2 separate regions of the Muntiacus reevesi genome follow, and region 2 is linked to region 1. The links are chromatin contacts, called in public Hi-C maps. All regions are on one chromosome and are shown on one strand. The core of a region is the stretch at or near the end of the contact, and the rest is flanking DNA. Distances in the headings are between cores, read along the strand shown. Region 1 holds the start of TRAF7 (TNF receptor associated factor 7). Region 2 holds the start of ATP6V0C (ATPase H+ transporting V0 subunit c).

Region 1 (5,935 bases), core at 1,337-3,836:
GGGATTTAAGGTCAGAGAGTGAATCACACAGCATCTTCAGGGAGTTTTATAAGGATTGGCCACAAGGGGGTGTACAGGGACCAGTGCATCTTCCTGCTGAGGTCTCGCACCATCCTGTATCCCTCATTTGACTAACTGACAGAATGGGACTCTTGGATTCAGACAGAGCACCAAGAGCCTATGTTTTAAGAATGCATCTATTTAGGGTTGTAACCTTTTCCATCTAATCTTATGGCAGCTTCTGGCTCAAGGTGAGTTTCTGCCCGTTGGGCGTTTATGGCCTTTCAGGGACCTGTTTCAAACTGTAGTGTTCACGGCTTGCAGACTCTGGTTGGGAACAGGCCCTCGCTCTTCCTGTTGATCAGCCTTAGCCAGGGTCAAGGTTAGAGGCTGCTTAAGGCCTCCTAACTGCCATGTGGCCCTGAGGGAGCCCAGGTCTCTCCTTGATAGTGGGGTAGGACACTCAACTCAAAAGGCATGTGAGAGCTCAGTCAAGTAAAGGGGGCAAGGATTTCCATCAGCTAGTCACCAGGAAGGAGGCCCAGCATGAGAAATCTGGACAAAGTGGCTCCTGTATTAAAAACGTACCTGCCATCAGGGGCTCCTCGATGGATACAGACATCTTGTGGCAGGGGAGCAACCTGAATCCCTGGGCTTCCAGCATGGCCATCCCAGGAGAAGGGGCCCCTCCTTAGCGACCAAGGGCAGTCCCATCCCCAGTGACTGGCCTGTGTGTAGACTGGGCATGGCCCGGGGCCTCCTGGTACTCACTGGCCAATGGTTAGTTGGCTAACGCCTAAACTCTCCTTGTTGGTCTCACCTCCAGACTGATGGCTGACCTCTCCTGCCCACTTTGGGTTGCCCTGAGGTTATGAAGCATTGCCGAGAGCAAAGGCCATCTATTTAGTTTGAGCCTTGGCCTGGCTTTTTCATGGTGAGTCCTTTCCTTCTCCTCCATCACTAAATACTTCAAAGGCCACCTCTAGGAGCTATGGCATTTGTGTTTGTGGACCTAACTGTAACTGAGTTTTTGCCGAGTTTCAGGGGGACTGACCCTAGGGAGCAGAGAGGTCAGCCTGTTAGAAGGAATGAGAAAGTATATTTTAAAGCCAGTTAACACTGAAAAAGATCAAGGAAGTGACCTAAGAGGAAGAAAACCCTGTTCTCTTTCAGGGACAGCCTCTTAAGGGTTTTTAGAAAACTTTGAGTATCAAACTTGATACATGGCAGTTGGCTGAACTGACCTTAAGGTCTCTCTTATTTTCCTATACTTGAGTGTGTCCCCAGGGGACTGGGCTGCATGGAACTGACCAGGTAATAGGGTGCTTGCAGGTGGGAATATACTGCACAGGCTGGAAGTGAAGGGGGTCCCAGAAAGAATGAAAATAACTTAGAGGAACTGAAATTGGGAGTAACAGAAGGTGGCACGAAGGCAGAGGGTGAGGTGGGAGCGACAGGAGGGTCCCAAGTCATTCACCCTGCGTTCCTGATAATGCCTAAAGGGAAGTATGAATTCTACCGGACATAGCATTGAGTTTGACCAAGGCAGTTTGCCTTGAGTGAGGTTCAAGAAATTATCTTCCCCAAAGGCACGAAACACCAGCCTTCCTCCTAAGAGGGAAGCCTTAGAAAAAAAACGAGGCAGAAAGCGGGAAGAGAGGGAGAAGCCAGACATTCCCCAGTCACAGGTGGAAAAGGCCCTGGATTTACCTGGAATCCAAGGATCCCCATCAGGGCACCAGGGCCCCTTAGAAAGACGCTGACCTCAAGGTCTCCAGCTGGGTCACCAACGGTCCTGAAAGTCAGAAAGAGCCCAATTGTAGACAGATGCTCTATCCTGCCATTTCTGGCAAGACGTGTTTTCACCCCCAGGCCCTTCCACGGTGGGGGCACCTAAAGCCTCAGTCTTGCAATATAATCAGACTGCACGTGCAGTTTTCATACGAGGTGTCAGAAATTAAAGCAATTCATCACAGGCTCGGAACTGAATTTGGGAAGCCAGCCCCAGCCCAGCCTTACCTCTGGGAAGCAGAAACAATTCGGACTTCCGACGCAACTGGGGCGAGCTGGAGGCAGAGGAGCGTAGAGAGCTAAAGATCAACGTGGGAGCTCGGGCTGAGAGAGGAGCCCGGGGGCCAGGTTGGCCGAGTTTGGACCACCTTCCCGGGCCCCGCCGGGCCAGGGTCCCTCCTCCAACGTGCATCATTCGCACCTAGACAAACACCTTCCACCGCGTGCTAGATCCTGAAAGACCGCAGGTCTGCCGGACTCAAGTACTTATAGAAACTGTTCCAGCTCTGCGATTGGGCAATCCCGGAAGAAGTATCCGCCCCCGTCAATGCTGATACGCTCTTCCTTCCACTCTTCCTGTCTTCACCAACCGAGCCCTGGCATCGCTTTCGGGAGCGGATCAGCACCCTTAAGCCCCACCCCTTTGCAGAGGCCATTGAACCTAGCTGTGACTGACGGATATACCCAGCCAATCAGAGCCCGAACTGCAACATAGAGTGATCCCGAAGCCACCAATCCATCCCTGCGACGCCGGAGCCACCGGAAGTCGTAGTTCCTGAAGAGCCGAGGGGAAGGCAGCCGCCTGGGGCCGCGAGAGCCGGGGAACTACAGTTTCCGGCGGGCACCGCGCCGGCGCGCTTCCGGCACGAGTGGCCCGTCCCTTCCCCGGCCCGCGGCCGAGGGGGCACGATGAAGCGAAAGGGTGGTGCTCCCGTTCTCGAGCGGCCACGGGCGGGTGAGTGTTCGCGCGGCGTGCCGGGGCCGGGGCTCGCGCCTTCGGTCCGCGCGGTGGAGCAAGAGGCCGGGTGTTTGGGGCCCCGGGAAGGGTTCGGGCCTGGGGGGCGGGGCTCAGGCGCGCCGGCTTTTCCCTCGTCCGTGCGTTTGTCTGTCAGCTGGGCCGTCGCTCGCTCCTCTCCTCCGTTCTCTTCTTTATTCGCTCTTTCTTCCTCCGTTTACGGTTCGCCTCCGGGTGCCCACCACTGTCACAGGCGCGGGGAGACTGCGGAGAGCGAGACCCCAGTTCTCCTGTGCTCTTCTCGAGGAGGGTTTCTCAGCCTCGCCCCTCTTGGCACTTCGTGCCCATCGTCACTGCCCGCTGTGCCTTGTAGTGTGTTGATCACTATCCCTGGGCTCCACCCACCAGATACCAGTAGCCTCCCTCGCCCCCGGTGTGACAACCAAAAATGTCTCCAGCCATTTCCAAGCGTCCCCCCTCTTCAGAACCGGTGATGGGGGGGGGAATCCCCCCACAATACACAGACACAGTCATGATGATCTGTGACAGGTGCTATGAAAAACAAAGAAGCAGGGCATTGAGAAAGAGACAGTACTGGGGGCTCCTGAAGGGCTTGAGGAGGGGCATCTCCTGCAAGCAGCCTGTCCTGGGGGGAAGTTGCTGGAAAAGCATATTGGGCAGAGGAAGAAGGACTGCAAAGGCCCAGGATGAGAAAGCTCAGAGGACGCCAGCGGGTTCTGGCGATGGGGTGAGAGGTGAAGTGATAAGGCCAGGCCAGAGTGCAGGATGGAGGCTGCGTGGTGCTCACAAGGGAGGCTGTTGGGGAGTTTGAGCATAGGAGAGCCAGCGTCAGGTCTGTGTAGCCAAGTGCCTTTGTTTGTGTGCGGAGGATGGACTGCTGGCTTCACTGGGGAAGGAGAGCGTGAGGAGGCTGGATTGTGTGTGGGGGGCAGGAGTGGGTTCCTCTTCTAATCTTCACTTGGGTCTGGCTGCCTGGGCCAGGTTGTCTTGAGCCAGGTCAGGATGGTCAGCTGGGGCTGAGTCTGGGGTCCTGCTGGATCGTACCCTGCTCTTGCAGCGGGGAGGGTTTCCACCCTGCTGTGCTATGTCTTTGCTTAGAGCTTTGTGCTGCTCATCAGTTTCCCCTCCTCCCATCCCTCGGACCTCTCCTCATATACACACGGGCCCCCTCTCCTGGGGGCTGCCCACCCCTGGCCTTTGGAAAGCATGTGGCATCTCTCTTCCACATTTCTTTTCTTTGGGTCTCTCCCTTTCCACACTTCTTCTCCTCTCTGTCATAAATTCCCCCTTGCATTGCTCTGGGCATCCAAGCTTCTCCTTGGAAACTCTAGTCCCTGTGTCTCAAGGTGCCTACATCCTACAACAGCATTGCCTCCAGGAAGCCAGACCCTCCTCCCTTGGAGCAGTGAGAGCTGGGACATGGGCTACCTGGCTGATAAGAGCCCAGCCAGGAAGGAGGGGCTCGAGTTGAGGTTCTCTGTGGAGTGACTCCACTATGATCCTGTGTCATGATCTCTCTGGAAACAAATGGAAAAGATTACGGTCTTCAGTATTGCCTAAGAGGGCGGCAGGAACCCCCAGAAAAGTGCCTTTGGCAGGTTGAGCAGCTCAGTGGTACCTCCAACCCTCTGCCTCCTCTCCACCCCCCCCCCCCCCCCCGCCAGGCTCCTGGCTTCTTCAGACTCAAGTGTGAACCTTGGCCAGTTGGCTGGACAAAGGAATGGGCAATTTGGGAAATGGAGGATGATTTGGCTGAAGGGCCTGAGCCACTTTGGAGGCTTTGGCTGCCCAGATGCGATGATCCAGCCTCTTGATGACTCGGGGAGGGGCTGGTTTACCTGCAAGGTGGGGCCCCTTGGTTCACTGGCCGCCACAGAGGAAGCAAAAGGAACAGGACTTTGGTCAGCCCTGACCTCTTGCTGGCTGTCTGTGCCTGCGGTGACCTTGCAGCTTCCATTGTCAGTTCTCAAGAAGGAGCTGATGTCGGTGGAGCCTTCATTGCTAACTCACATGGCATCTCTCATAGTTCCTTCCAGACTTGAGTACATCCAATCCATTTAGTGGGTGAAGAAACCTGAGGACCAGGCAGGCACACAACTTGCCCGAAGTTGCACACTTGCCAAGTGGCAGAGGTGGGGTTTGAACTCACGTCTCTCGGAGCCTGGCACTCGCGGGTGGGCATCCAGCATTTCAGGCCTCTGGCTGGCTCACGCGGGGGGACCCATGAAGACGGACCCACCAATCCCTCTCAGCTGATGTCCTCAGTGTCCCCGTGTGCTAGCTCTGAGTCAGAAGAGATGGTTGCTCCCCAGAGCAGCGTCGAGTCAGGTGGGGGCTGGTGCTGATGTCACTGTGCACACCTGACCCTTAGCTGCCTGGGGAGGAGAAAGTGGGCTGTCTGGAAGTCTTTTGGGAGATGGATGTTCCCAGGAACCCCCGGGGAGCAGGGTGGAGCAGCCCAGCAGAAACCAGGGCTGGAGGGGTGTGCCCGAGGGCTGAGGGGCGTGGGCTGCTCACCTCCAGACCCAGATCTTCCCAGAAACTGCATGCCCTCCCCGACTTCCACTGGGAAACAAGAAGGAGGAAACCCAGGAGACAGGAGCCACACAGGGAGCAATGAGACAATGGCCAGGGGAGCCTGGAGGTGCACACGGACCCAGGGACTGCCAGCCACTTGGCTCTTAGGTTGAGGCCCTGGGCCTGTCTCCACGAGTTTAGGCCCCCTGATTTAGGACAGCCATTGGGGCTTGGCTGGGCCCTGAGGTGGAGGGAGGGTGTGGGCAGGAAAAAGCGGCCCTGCAGCTGGACACTGAGAGAGGAGGATGAGTGCCACCTCTTTCCAGCACATTCTCTCCCTGTGTTGGATCTGGCCAGCCCCTTCCTCCAGGAAGCCCTCTGGATGTCCCCCAGGCTGGGCCAATCCCTGACCTCATACATTATCCTTAGATATGGAGAAGAAAGGATTGGGGGGGATGAGGCTGGCCCCCAGGGCGGGTGGGGAGGGGAAGGCATTTCCACTGCCAAGTGGAGGTTAAGGCGGGGCTGTGGTGCAGGAAGGGCCGGGCAGGCTGGAGAGGCTGCCCCTGGACAGGAAAGGCCAGGAGGCTGGGTGGAGAGGGCAAGGGGGCAGAACCTTGGGGAGGACAGGCCACAGCACGTGTCTTGGGC
Region 2 (5,935 bases), core at 2,081-4,580, 310 kb after region 1:
ATTCCTGGTCTCTGTCTCCCCGGCCATCCTCTCCCTTCCCTGTGTGCAGTGACATGTGTTTACTGTGTACTAAGTCGCTTGAGTCGTGTCCAACTCTTTCCAACCCTGTGGACCTTAGTCCGCCAGGCTCTCTGTCTATGGGTTTCTCCAGGCAAGAATACTGGTGTGGGTTGGTTGCCGCACCCTCCTCCAGGGGATCTTCCTGACCCAGGGATTGAACCGGCATCTCTTGTGGCTCCTGCACTGACAGATGGGTTCTTTACCACTAGCACCACCAGGGAAGCCCTTCCTCTGCAAAGTGTCACTGGGTTTCTCTCTCCTACCATCTTCCAGTGCAGACAGTGGGTTTGTTCACCTCCGTTAGAACCCTCAGGGAAAGTGGGACTCCACCCCACATCTCTGTATCTCTCTCCCTACCAGGGTCTCCGGCTTGAGTTTCCCAAAGCTCCTCCTTTCATTTATTTGACTGTGCTTGGTCTTCATTGTGGCACGCAGCATGTGGGATCCAGTTCCCTGACCAGGGGTTGAACCTGGGCCCCCTGCATTGGGAGCGCAATCTTAGCCACTGGACCACCAGGGAAGTCCCAGCACTTCCTTCTTTATTCCTGGAAATCCCCGCCCGCACTGAGACAGGCCAGCAGCTTGTGATGCTGTGACTTCATACCAGGCGCTGCACAGCTGGCAGGGAGAAGGCAGAGGTGTGTATCCCTGGCCAGTCCCTTCCACATCCCCTGGACCTTCCCCCACCCCCAGGGCCTGCCTGGAGCTGGGAGGCCAAGGGGAAGGTGACCTGGGTCCCTCCTGAGTCTGTCACTGGTCACCAGACACTCCCTGACCTCTCAGGCAGGAAGCAGGCGGTGTAGAAAGCTGCACGGACCACGCTCAACCAGTGGGGCTTGAGTTTCAATTCCGCTCCTCATTAGCTGACTGACACCAGGCAAGGTGCTTCACCTTCCTAGACCTGCTCCTTGTCCACAGGATGAGGGTAACGGTGAAACCTTCCTCAAAGGATCATTAGGAGGATTAGGTAATGCACCCCTCCCCCAATGCTTAGGGGGATGGTGAAGGATTCCCGATGTACCCATCAGGAAGGTCCCCTGAGACAGGGCGGGGAAGACTGGGCAGGTGGCCAGGTGAGAGGCTGTGAGGACACCCAGGGCAGAAGCGCAGGTCCACCTGAGGGGCGGCGGCACTGGGGTGGGGGCACAGCTGAGAGCTGGGAAGCCACAGAACCTCGGGGTCTGGTGAGTAATGAAGAGTGAGGCGACTGCCTGAATGGTTGGTTGTGCCTCTTGCTGGAAATGGAAATAACCCAAGGGGAAGCCGATGGTGACGTGGGGGGAGGTGAGCTCAGTTTGAGGTGTCAGCGGCCCACTGGAGATCCACTGGGACCTCTCACACCAGAACTTGGGCAGAAAACCAGAAGCCAGTGAGCAGAGCCGAGCTGCCCTCTGCACCTGTGGGGGGAATGGTCTCCCTGACCTCCCAGTCTCGGGACTTCAGCCATGGAGGGGTTCGCACGCTCTGCCACCGCCGTGCTTTTGGCTGTACAGTTGTCCGAGGGGGGCTGTCCTGCACCTCCTTTCCTTAGTCTGAATTCTGCCCCAGCATGCAGCCTCCCCCCACCCAGCCGTGTCAGCTCCCTGCTCTGAGCTCCCCAGGCTGTGGACCCTGAGTGCCTGGAGTTATGGGGGCTGAGCCTGGGGCGGGCACTCAGGCACCTGCTTGCCCGGATGGCTTCAGGTGAAGAAATGTATGGCTGATCACCCAGGGCATGGCAGGCGGAGCCCTGGGAACACCCAGAACCTGCAGTGATGCCGAGGCTTCAGCACCTGGGCCCGTCTTTGCTTCTCCTTGTGACTCGAGGAAGGTCATGAGCACAGCAGGGCAGGTGGGGGTGAACTAGAAAGAGTGGAGGGGCGGGGAGACGGGCAGCAGGCCGAGGCAGCAGACAGGCCCCTTCAGAGAACCTGACAAACTGTCAGCTCGGTCACCAGCAACCTGCCAGGGCAGCGGGCTGGGGAGGAGCTGCAGACACTGAGTGAAGATTCCTCTTTCCAGAAGTCAGAGTCAGGTGGTGGAGGGTGGTGGGGAGGGCTCAAGCCGAACAGCGGCGGCCTCCTCTCTTTGCAAACAGGACAGACATGACACTCAAGGGCTGCAAGTTTGCCGCTGGGGGTGGTGCAGACCCAGCCTCATGGTGGAGAAGAGGCTATGAGGGAGGTTCCTGGTGTGGAAGATGGGTCCAGTGGGAAGACCAGGCCACAGGTAGTGACCCCGCTGCCCACATGGAGAAGGCTGATGACTGCTACAGCTCAGGTTGTTCACGAAGAGAGCTTTAATGTCAGGGCAAGGGGTGGAACTCAAGGGAGACCCAGGATCAGATGGCAGTCACCCAGGGCTCCTGAAATGGATCAGATGAAAGGGCAGAAGGAACCAGAGCTGGTGGGTAGAGAAAAGGCAGCCAGTCGGGGTACCAGGATAGCCACACGAGACTATTACAGCAGTCCCAGCCCCAGGTCAGACCGTCTGCTAGGCTCAGAGGGAACCACTTACTGCTGTTCCAGAAATAAGGGCAGCCCTGGATTCGTGGGCTTGCGGTGGGAACAGGCAGGACAAGGGACCCCAGACGCTTCAGCCATCTGGGGAAGACTGCACAGGTCGTGCAGGGTTTCAAACCAACCGTGCCTACAAGCTGAGGGGTAGAGACAACTCCTCCAAAACAGCAGTCTAGGTCCCTGATGCAAAGGAGGGCACAGATGCAGTGTAGGGGCCCTCCTTTTCCTCGGAAGCCACGGGAGAAATCCCGAATTGCTGGGCGGGGGCCGGCGGGCTTGGAAGAGACTGGAGACGGGGTCGACAGGGGACGGGGATGGTTGGGGGCGGCTCTACCGGGGACACGACTCCGGCTCCGCCCTCAGGTCACCCCGGAGGGTGTGAGGACGTTGGGGGTAGACCGCACGCAGTCCTGAGTCCCTGCGTGCTGGACCGTGAGAACCCCGCGGCCGGGCTCCAACACCGAGACCGTAGAACGCGGCAACGCTCGTAACCGAACCCCCGCGGGGCCGCGCAGCCGCAGAGAAGGCGGGGCGTCGAGAGCCCCGCCCCGTATGCTAATCAAGGCGCGCCCCGCCCCGCCCCGGCCCTGCGACCGGACGGGCCCACCGTGGCGGGGTCCCAGGGGCGCCCGCGGCGGCCGGCTCGGGGCGGCGCGCTGGGGTGCAGGCCGGCGGGGCGGGGCGCCCGGAGTCCCAGCCGCGGACCCCCCCGCCCGCGCGGAGTGGTGCGGGCCGCAGGGGCGGGGCCCCGGTCATGTGACGCGGCCGCGGCCGCCATTTTGTCCTGCGGTGCTGGTATTTAGAGCGCAGCGGCTGACGGGCCGGGTCGCCTTCGCATCCGCCGGACAGCTCGCCTCGCGCAGCCCGCTGCTCGCCGCGCCCGGCCCGACCTCGCCCCGGCCTTGGCCTGCTGATCTCGCCCCCTCCCCACCCGCAGACATGTCCGAGGCCAAGAGCGGCCCCGAGTACGCTTCCTTTTTCGCGGTCATGGGCGCCTCAGCCGCCATGGTCTTCAGCGGTGAGCGCCGTGGCAGGAGGGACCCGGGAGACGGGGGACGCGCGGGGCTCGTGCCTGTTGCTCCCCGGGGTTCGGCGTGTGACGTCATTGTGACGTAATTTCGAGCTGTTGGGGGGGGGTCCCGGGTCTCACGTGACTGCGGGGGGGTGGGGTGTCGGGATCCTGAGGGCTGCAGGGGCCGTCGGGTGTCTGGAGAGCGGGGCCTGCGGACTGGGCCCAGGTGTGGGTCCCAGGGTGTCCCGGACGGCCACCTGCCAGCTGGTCTCGTCGGTGCGGGGGAGGGGCGGCGGCGCCGCTGCCATCTTAGTCCCCGGAGAGGCGGGAGCAGACTGGGGTGGGGGCCCGTGGTCCTGCGCTTGCTCGGCACCCGCCCCCCCGCCCATCTTGCTGGCAGGTGTGACATCACGCCTCGGAAAGCTGCCCCCACAAGGGGCCGGCGCTTGGGTGCTCCCCGCGGAGGTCCACAACCCTCGCCCTTGTGGCGGCCTGCCCCCCGCCTCCATGGGGCAGCGGGGGTGGGGGGCGTTCAGGTGGGTCTGCACTTAAGCATGTGCTTCCGGTTAGGGCTTGTCAGTGTTTCCCAACACTAGGCTGTGTGGGTTGGTAGGAAAAGCTGGGTTGAGAGGTTGGTCTTGAGAGCAGGGCAGGAACCCAGAGGTGGGAGTGGAGCGGAGGGGTGGAGGTGGGTCAGACAGGCCGAGGGCGCAGGGTGGGTGTCCGGGGAACAGGTCAGCCTCCGCACTGTGTGTGGACGCTTGTCTGGATGGGCGAGTTAGCGTGGAGCCTCATCGTTGAGGGGGTTGAGCTTTTTTCCTTGGGAGGAGTCTTCATTTCAGGCCTGAATGAATGAATGACCTTTCTCCCCTTCCCTGAGGCCTGGAATTGGGAGGGGCTGCCCCAGGAATGGAGAAGGGGGCCTTCCAGGGTTCTAAGTGGCCCTCTAGTTTTGAAGTGGGGTCTCAATAGTCCTGGGTGTAAGATTCAGTGAAAATTGGTCTTTCTGGGAGAAGAGCACTTGGGGCCAGCTGGGGATGTGGGATCCAGGGAAGTGAGTCCTGACCACCCTACAGCCCCACCAACTTGTTTGGCCTGGTCTAGTCCAGGCTTCCTTGGGTTCGTCTGGTTTGGGGCTTTGATGACTCGCTCTGCCCCACCCTATCTGGGACTGGAGAGGCTCCCTGTCCAGGTATGTGCAGGGATTGAACTCCAAACAGTCTCTGCTGACTGTAAACACCAGTGGGGTGGGGGTGTGGGGACCTCCCTCTGCCCGGGCCTGCCTACCGCAGGTCACAAGCCGCTGAGTGGGCACTGCCCTTCCCATCAGGTCGAGTTAGGGGTCATTTGTGGTGGGAGAGATGCCTGTACTTCCCCTTCCACCCTGGGTGCCGCCCACTATTTCCTCACCTTCCAGAGCCGCCTGTGCCTGCTCCTTGCGGGAGACAGCTGTACCTCCTTTTCCTCCAGTCTCTTGCTGTTTGCTTCCAGAATACCTCCAGGGCCGGTGCCTGGCCACTTGTGGGTTGTGTCTGTCATTGGCCATTCAGCCAATCTCAGTTGAACTCCTGGGTGCCAGACACTGGGGGACATCAGTGAGCAAGACAAGAACATTGCCCGCATGGAATGTGAATTCTGGCTTTGTTTCCCCCCAAGCCTTTTTATGTATCCAGCTCCTGGCCTCCTTCCGGGCACCAGGTGCCTCGCTTCCCCCTCTTTCTAGAACTTACTTGTTGCCTTTGAGCGGAGCCCTCACCAGTAGGCCTTTGAAAGTTCCTGAGAATAGGGTAGCAGTGATCCAGGCTCTTGGGGGTGGGGGCCACCTGCTCTGCTTGGCTTGTACACAGCTCCACCCTTCTCCCCGCCCCATAGGCGGCTTACTGTGGCCATGCAGTCGCCAACTCTTTACACTTGTCCAACTGGGTCAAACTCTGGTTTCATTTCTCTCTTGAGCCCATTTCTTCAGGACTTGTCTTCATCCACCTCCTTGTGCCTGCCTGCAGTTTCCAGGCTTCAGGTGTTGCCAGGATGACAGCAGTCTGTGTCTGCTACCCTTGGCTCAGATGCTCCTGGCCTGCCTGGATTGGATGAGGTCCACGCCGGATCCCCGTCTCCCATTCCAGCTTCCCCTTTTTTTCTTACTTTGTGACCCAAGTCTTGTAGATTGTTTCTTCGTCCTGTTCCTGCAGGCCCGTCAGCGGCTTCGTCCCTACTCGTGGGCCTGCAGAACCATCTCCTTATTTCTGTCTGTCTTGCACCATCTGGAACCGCTTCCGGCCTGGCCTGTGGAGCTGGTGTCAAGGCCTGCCTGGGCCAGGCTGCTTCTCCTTCTGACAGTCTTCCTGTTCCTTCCCCTCATTCCTCT

What was found. Hi-C and Micro-C count contacts between places; a contact is called where the count stands out from the background.
Region 2: a Hi-C map of blood shows a contact between it and region 1, with 5 times the contacts expected there. The contact joins the promoter of ATP6V0C here to the promoter of TRAF7 in region 1. A contact is called at or near these places in 2 of 3 Hi-C or Micro-C datasets (blood and muscle).

What each region holds. Positions count from the first base shown.
Region 1 is chr2:181,089,546-181,095,480 of mMunRee1.1, forward strand. TRAF7 (TNF receptor associated factor 7) reads left to right here and starts at 2,587. Exons shown (of 21, transcript XM_065924068.1): 1 at 2,587-2,746. It overlaps LOC136162240 (small nucleolar RNA SNORD60), which reads right to left and starts at 1,979; the gene lies at 1,897-1,979.
Region 2 is chr2:181,396,488-181,402,422 of mMunRee1.1, forward strand. It overlaps ATP6V0C (ATPase H+ transporting V0 subunit c), which reads left to right and starts at 3,331. Exons shown (of 3, transcript XM_065924109.1): 1 at 3,331-3,576. The coding sequence starts at 3,498.